Regions from separate parts of the Pan troglodytes genome. Here region 1 is linked to region 2. Evidence: chromatin contacts called from public HiChIP or PLAC-seq data. All regions are on one chromosome and are shown on one strand. Each heading gives the region's core, a stretch centred on a gene start, on an enhancer-like site or on the middle of the called end of the contact. The rest is flanking DNA. Distances are from core to core; before and after follow the strand shown.

Region 1 (3,982 bases), core at 208-2,707, 190 kb before region 2:
TCAAAACCTACATTATTAATTTTATTGTCTATTTCCTTAGTGTTTCTCCTTCTCCACTAAATATAAGCTCCACCAGTAGCTATTTGTATCTCGTTCACCCACTGCAATGCCCAGAGTCTAGAACAGTGCCTGGCACATACATTCCTTTATGTACTGTGATCCCTGTCTTCACAGAAATGAGTCTATTAGAGATACATATTAAACAAGTAATTACACAATTAATTAACTACAACTAGGGTCAAGTGTTTCAGGCAGCCAATTGCTCTCTCCCTTTCTGGCTCCAAGGACCATTTCCTTACCCTGTGGACAATTTCTGCTGTAAGACTGTGACTTCCTCCAGAAACTGTTTGGAGCTCAGTGGATCCATCCAGGAATCAGACCCAGGAACAGGTTTGTACCTCCAGGCCTAGTTCTCCAAAGTTTTGGGGACTAGTCAGGCTTGTGGCTACAGCTGTTGTATCCCCTTGTCTTCTCCAGGCCAGAACAGGCTACACCACTTATAGCTAACTTGTGCAAACTGTCTGCTCCTCTAGTCCCTGCTGGTATCTTTGGCAGGTCTTGACTTGGGGTCTGGCCTTCTTAATGCCTTAACAAGCCCCACCCTATCCCACAGACTATGTGTCCTTCAAATTGACAGGCTGGTTTGCAGACTGCTGAAGCTGGGAGCTGCTTTCCTTGTCCCTTGTGCCCTTCCTCAGGACCTCCTGTCTCTCTCTTTCCAGGAAGATCCCCAGGTTTATTCCCTTGAGGGATACTTCTAAGCTGGTTCCTGCTTGGGGCTGTGTTTTGGGCTTCTTCGTACCCCAAAGAGTGCAGCTAGCTCCTGTACTAGTGAAGTGCCACGAAGCTGGCCTCCAGGAAATCCCCACGAGGCCACAACCCACAGATATCTCCATCAGAGGAGGTGCAAATGAGGGCCCACACTTTACTCCATTTTGGCAGCCGCCCTAGGAAGCTCTGCCTTTATTTCTTCATCTTCAAGCTTATCACAATTTAAAGTTTATCTCTTCATCTCCAAGCTTAGCACAGTGCCTAGTACATATTAGCACTTAATGAAGAGGGGGCAATTCAAATCATTAACTCATTTAATAAAAAAATAGTAAATGTCCCACGCACCGTGCTAATGTTTTACAAGGATTCTTGGTATTTCATTTACACAGGTGCCATTACAATTTCCATTCTGCAAATGAAGAAAAAGGTCCAGAGAAATTAAGTGACTTCCCAAAGTCACAAAGTTCTGGTATCTCTTCACTGCCTGAGACGCAACGGAGCATCGTAGAGGGAAAATGCCAGAAAGCAGGCAGTGCACCAATGAAAACAGGCTCGCGGGAGAACCAAAGGGTGGCAAGCTCAGCACGGCCAGTAGCTTTCACCCTCGGTTGCCAGTCGGCTTCCTTTCCTACAACACCGACCGGAAGTGTTTCTGTCGGCCGCGTTCCGAATGAGCACCGCCGGAAGTTTCTGCCGCGGCTGTGCGGGGACGGGGGAGTGGTAGTGGGGGCTGCAGCTGCCGGACCCAGGTGCGGAAGTGCGAGGGCCCAGGTGGCTGAAGGGGCCGTTAGGAACATCCAAGCGGTGGGGAACAGGCAGATCCCCGACCTGACCTGGACCACCCTTCTCCTCTTGGCCCGCCCCTTCACCTCGCCTCCGCTTAGGTCTGGATTGGCCCCGCCCCCTGACCTGAGCCTGGTCCTTCTTCAGGCACCGACCCTTGACCTCCGGTGGCTCCCCCATCTCTCAGGCGCGATGGCTACGGGCGCGGATGTACGGGACATTCTAGAACTCGGGGGTCCAGAAGGGGATGCAGCCTCTGGGACCATCAGCAAGAAGGACATTATCAACCCGGACAAGGTAGCAGGGGCACCTGAAAGCGTTGGCTAGGGGAGGGTAGGGGAGTGAAGATGGGGAGGAGTGACAACGGGCAAGGGATGGGTGCTACACTTACAGTGAGTTGGGCGATAAAAGGGGTGACATAACAGGACAGGGAATATGTGTCATCCTTGATGGGAGGGAGGAGATGGGACATCGTGGGAGATGGTGGGACCAAGAGGGTATGACACCTCTAAGAGCTGAGAGGACCAGGCAAGTGTGATTTTTGCAAGATATTGTTGGGGAGAGATCAAGACATTGTAACAGTCTGAGAGTTGGTGGGATGGGGAGGGGACTGCTCTGATTTGGGGGTAGGATGGTGTCCCTGGGAGTGGGTTTCTGTGCCTTTACAGTGTGTCAGTTTGCCTGTCATTGACCCTGTAGGTGCTGCTTTGTTCAGGGATTGAGCTGGACTAAAGAATTTTCAGGAAAAGGTCTAGGTTGTGGTTCCTTTCTGTGGTTTCCTTCCTCAGAAAAAGTCCAAGAAGTCCTCTGAGACACTGACTTTCAAGAGGCCCGAGGGCATGCACCGGGAAGTCTATGCCTTGCTCTACTCTGACAAGAAGCAAGTATTGGAGTCCCAAGTCCCCCAGGTTTTGGCCCCTGATTCACCTGCCATGCCCCTAACTACTAGTTTTCTCTAACAATTTTCTCCTCCCCAGCAAGGGCTCCTGCTTGCTTAGCAGGATGCAGGAGGACCTGAAATCTTTTGCTCCAGGACATGACTTTCTTGCTATAGGGTAGGGTAGATCAGCTCCCTGGGACAAAAAGCTCTTTAACACACCTTCTGATTCTAACCTCGCATCTCCCTAAACCTCCCTGCCAGGGATGCACCCCCACTGCTACCCAGTGACACTGGCCAGGGGTACCGTACAGTGAAGGCCAAGTTGGGCTCCAAGAAGGTGCGGCCTTGGAAGTGGATGCCATTCACCAACCCGGCCCGCAAGGACGGAGCAATGTTCTTCCACTGGCGACGTGCAGCGGAGGAGGGCAAGGACTACCCCTTTGCCAGGTTCAATAAGGTAAGCTACCTTCATTCAGACACAGGCCAAGATTGCCCTCCCACTTTGAGCCATTTGTGCGAGCTCTCCAGTCTCCTAGGGTTGGTTCTGGGGGCACGCTCATGCCCAACTGTGATTACCCACTCAATCCTTGTGGCAAATGCATGCAGAGTAGGACTCTGTGGGTCTTTTCTGCCCAAGGGATCCTGTTCTTTCCCGGACCTGCTCTGGTTTTTCATGGCTTTTCTTGGTCTTTCAAATGTTGCTGTTCCTCAGAGCTGTATTCTAGGTGCTCTAGTCTTCTTGTTCTCTACTTTCTTAGTATGAACCCTGTGGCTTCAGTTACCCTCTCTACAAGTCACCAATCCAGAGCAGTGGTTCCTTCGCATCCAGTCATTTACTAATATCTCTTTCTCAGTGCCCCACAGGTACCTTACATCAGGTAGGTACCCTGAACAGAGCTCATCATCTTCCCTCTGTCGGTCCCAAATCTGTTCCCCATCTCAGTGAATGGCACCATCTTTCACCCAGTTGCCCAAACCAGAAACTTGGGGGATCGTCCTGACTTAGTCTTCTCCCTTAGTCCTCACAGTATTTAAATCAACAACAGAACAAAGAAGGTAGGGGAAAACAAACAACAAACATGTAAGGAAATAAATTGGAGTCTTTCAAATAAGAGCCGTCAATAACACGAAACCAGGATTTGAATGGATATGAAATGAGATAAAGAGTGAACTTGTAGGTGTAGGGGAGTCCTACCTTAGGTTGGTCAGGGAGGGTCTGAGAACGTGGCATTTGAGCTGGATGCCAGTGATACATCTATTTATTGAGTCCTGTTGATTCTTTTTCCATAATAAATCACATCTCTGACTATATTCTTCATCACTATGCCAGCCCCCTAGTCCAAGCTGAGTTACCTGTGTAGCTCAGCAGAGCACGGCCTTCCCAGACTCACCCATTCAGTGAGAGGCAGAGCTAGATTGGGCTAGGTTTCCTAGTCCATTACTTAAGTCATTGTACAGCGTGGCCTCACAGCTGCTGCGGCCTGGAATAGCCTAGACTTAGATCCTAAAAGCCTCATTTACCTCTTCTCTAACCAATCTTTGTCCCTG
Region 2 (3,926 bases), core at 1,065-3,564:
AGTATACAAAGCCTTTTGTGATTTGGCCCACTTCTCCTGCCTATCTCTTGCTGCTCAATGTTTCATATTTCAATTTTGAGGGAAATCAGTGGCTTATAATTCCTTTAACACACCACGCAAGAGAGTTCTCGATAAATGCTTGTTAAATGAATGAATGAAATACCTTATGTAGCTAGGGTGACCATTCAACCTGCTTGGCCCAGGATGGCCCTTGTTCACATTTGTCATCCCAGTGTAATTATTAAAAGTGTCCCTTTTTTATCATCAAACTTGTCTCAGTTAGATCAATAAATTCTAAGGTCATCCTTATTATAGTGGTTATCAAATTGATTTCTAACTCTTTCTTTGTCTCCTCTACTAGATGGTGAGCTCTTTGAGGACAGGAGTTCATTTTTATATCCTCGTTTATTCATTCAACTAAGAGACTGATGCTGTAAGGTGCTTAGGGTATGATGTAGAATGCAACAAACATGGTTCTTGACTTCATGAAGTTTACAATCCAGCAGGAAATAATAATTTAGTGGAAAGAATAGAGCCTAACATAATAAATGCTGGTGTATGAATGAATGATTAAACATGGATTAGAAGTTCCTCAACAGGCCAGGCGTGGTGGCTCACCCCTGTAATCCCAGCACTTTGGGAGACCGAGACAAGCGGATCACTTGAGGTCAGGAGTTTGAGACCAGCCTGGCCAACATGGTGAAACTGTATTTCTACTAAAAATTATTTGGGCATGGAGGGGCATGCCTGTAATCCCAGCTACTTGGGAGGCTGAGGTAGGAGAATCGCTTGAACTCGGGGCGGAGGTTGCAGTAAGCCAAGATCACACCACTGCACTCCAGCCTGGGCGAGAGAGTGAGATTCCATGTCAAAATAAATAAATAAATAAAAATAAAGTTCCTCAACAAATAATCCTGATATCACGAATTATAGAAATAGTTGTAAATGTAGAACTCTAAGTGATCAAATTAACAATTTATTTAGAGTTGCCAATTAAAATTTTAAAATACCAACAGCACACATATATGTAAACATACTTAATATTTAGATGCTACCTTAATGTTAAACATAAGTAAAAAGGACAATGAAATAATAGCAAGAATGAGATTTTGAGTCTCATTCTTTTTAGACAATTTATAATCCTATGTGGTTCTCTGTAAAGTGGATTATCAGTGTGTACTCCATTTCTCCCCACCCTCCCTTTTTTTTTTCCAGTTGAGAAATCTGAGGTTTTAGACACTTAACTACAAAACAAAAGAATGACTTTTTTTTTTTTTTTTTTTTTTTTTTTTTTGTCACCCAGGCTGGAGTGCAATGGCGTGATCTCGGCTCACTGCAACTTCCGCCTCCCGGGTTCAAGCGATTCTCCTGCCTTGGCCTCCTGAGTAGCTGGGATTACAGGCGCATGCCACCACGCCCGGCTACTTTTTGTATTTTTAGTAGAGACAGGGTTTCACCATGTTTGTCAGGCTGGTCTTGAACTCCTGACCTCTTGTTCCGCCCGCCTCGGCCTCCCAAAGTGTTGGCATTGCAGGCGTGAGCCACCGCGCCCGGCCAGGAATGACTTCTTAAACCAGGATTTGATTTTGGTTGAACTTTGCTTTCAGAACTAGAACTACCTGCTATCCAAGACTTGTTAACCACGTTTTCATGGGCAAATTACAAAACCCTTTCAACCCCAGTTTCCTCTTCTATAAACTAGTGGTAATATTATTATCTCCAGAATTAATCTTAGGAGTAAATGAAATTATGTAAAGGCATTTAGTCTCATAACCGAGCTCCTAGAAAGCACTCAGGAATGTTAGTTCTCTATCCATTTCCCCTGTTTATCTTTGTGTTTGATGAATTATAGGATGATATGAAATGATCTGAAATGAACTGTAATATAAACATCAATAAAACACCAATAAAAAATTTTATTCTCACATCTGGATGCTATACTAGGCCTTCACCTCCTCCAAAAGTTACAGTTTTATTAATATTCATTTATTATTTATTATTATAGTCAAAGACCCAGAGAAGCATTCCAGGAACAAAGCAGCAGGTAAGATTTTTCTGGGAAAAGGCAGAGATTTTGAGGGACCCAGGATTTGGGGGTCATTTAAGCAGCAGTGGATGTCAGTCTTCAAGCTTTGCCCATTTACTCTTGGTCCCTTTTGGTTCAGGAAAGGAAGAACAATAAGCACGAAACCATTCACTGAGACCTTTGCGGGTGGGGGAGGAGGGATGTAAACAAAAGCCAACGCTCTCTTTAGTTCACAATGGCTCGCGACCCCAAGACTTCCAAGCTCTTTGGTGAGGGCCAGCAGGTCTGTTCTCCAGGAGTGCCCTGGGTCTGGACTTCATTTCCCAGAGTCCCTTAGTGCCCTAATGTATTCAGTGCTCAGAGTGCCTGTATGTGTGTGAGTGTGAGAGAATGTGTGCGTGCGTGTGTGTGTGCGCGCGTGTGTGTGTCTCCGAGTCCCTGGGAGAGTGGAGGCTCATTCACTGATTAGATCCAGCGCTGAGAGGCAGCACTGCTCCTTCTCTCACGCCAACCGAGTCTCTTGATCTGTACATGCAATCCCAGGCAGCTCGCGAACACAAACCCGGGGCCAGCCGCCTACTGCTGCTGCTGCCGCTGCCGCCGCCGCCGCCGCCGCTGCCTCCGCCGGCTCTGCGAACCCGGGACTTTTCATGCACCACACTCTCCGCCTGCTTCCCTCCGTGTCCTGAAAAGTGCGACCGTTCTCCCAAGGAATTTCCACGGCAAGTATGGAGATCAGAAAGGGGTGTGGACGTGTGTGCGTACCCAAGAGGGGTGGGTGCGAGGGCGGCCGGCTTGTTCAGGAACCTGGCTAACTTTCCGGGTCCGTTTCCTAGGGATTCGGGCGGTTCCCTCTGGACGGGGGCAGGGACTGGGACTCGGACTGGCGCGTCTTGGATCATCGCGACGGAGCCTCTCGGCATCGGCGCCCTGCGCGCTCCGTGCGCTGCCTCGCTCAAACTTTCCGTCTTGAGTTTTCCTTAATGTGTTTTATTTGGGGAGGGGGGGAGGTGCAAGGGGGAGGGACCAGACGCGGGAATTGGACAAGTTGGGAGGGTGAGGGCACTGCAAGGGAAGGGAGCAGGACTTCTTTTCTCCATCTCTTAATAAGCCCCATTCCCACTTTGTTCGGGTCGATCGCGAGAATGCCTTCTCGCCGGGCTCTCTGGTGCACCCCCCGGTGATTTCCGGGCTCCCCTATGTACCCCGCGTTGATTTCCGGCGAGGCCAGGGCTGGGTGGTACTCAGTGGGGAGCCCGAGGCGGCGGGCGGATGGAGAAGGGGCGATCCGAATGAGAAACTACCCCGACAGCCTCCACCCCACACACAGCCGGCTCCGCGGGATACCCGGGGAGTGGCTGTTTAGCCCTGGACCCCGGGGCTCGGCTGACTTTTTCCTAGCGGGGGCGGGTGTGGAGGGAGGGAGGTGGGGTAGGATGGATGGATCCTCTGCGGGCAGGAAGGAGGCAGGTGCTAGCATAGAGGCGGACCGTTCTAAACGCCACCGGTGAACTCCCCACTCCGCTGGGCTGGACCGGCCTGGCCGTAGAGTAGCCCGACACGTGGGATCTCCCGGGATTTTCGGGGTCGGGACCCCCTCTCCCAGCGGTTCTACTGAGCAAGGCGGGAGGACGATCGTGGAGACGAGGGCTACTCGACTACTCTACTTGTAGTTTTATTTTTATCTTAGACCTGCCTTAAACTGAGTAACAATTTCTCTTCTGACTTGAGAACAAAACTTTTCAGTGAGCACGCCGGTCGCTGCGGTCCTGCGGCCACTGCCGCCGCGCTTGTCAGCCCGGGCCGAGCGACCTTCTCTGCCCGGAACCCAGCCCCGCCACCGCACTCCGGAGCCTCTGGCCTCCCCCACCCCACCCCCGCCCCCCAACCCGGGGCTTTT

The links. HiChIP or PLAC-seq counts read pairs in DNA pulled down with a chosen protein or histone mark.
Region 1: an H3K4me3 HiChIP or PLAC-seq map of stem cell-derived excitatory neurons shows a contact between it and region 2, with 2.5 times the contacts expected there. The contact joins the promoter of DMAP1 here to the promoter of RNF220 in region 2. A contact is called at or near these places in 1 of 1 datasets of contacts at active chromatin or transcription factors (stem cell-derived excitatory neurons) and 1 of 1 other capture datasets (stem cell-derived neural stem cells).

The regions. Positions count from the first base shown.
Region 1 is chr1:186,751,565-186,755,546 of NHGRI_mPanTro3-v2.0_pri, reverse strand. It overlaps DMAP1 (DNA methyltransferase 1 associated protein 1), which reads left to right and starts at 1,457. Exons shown (of 11, transcript NM_001246459.1): 1 at 1,457-1,520; 2 at 1,702-1,851; 3 at 2,343-2,434; 4 at 2,696-2,891. The coding sequence starts at 1,747.
Region 2 is chr1:186,560,863-186,564,788 of NHGRI_mPanTro3-v2.0_pri, reverse strand. RNF220 (ring finger protein 220) reads left to right here and starts at 2,314. Exons shown (of 15, transcript XM_016961307.3): 1 at 2,314-2,748.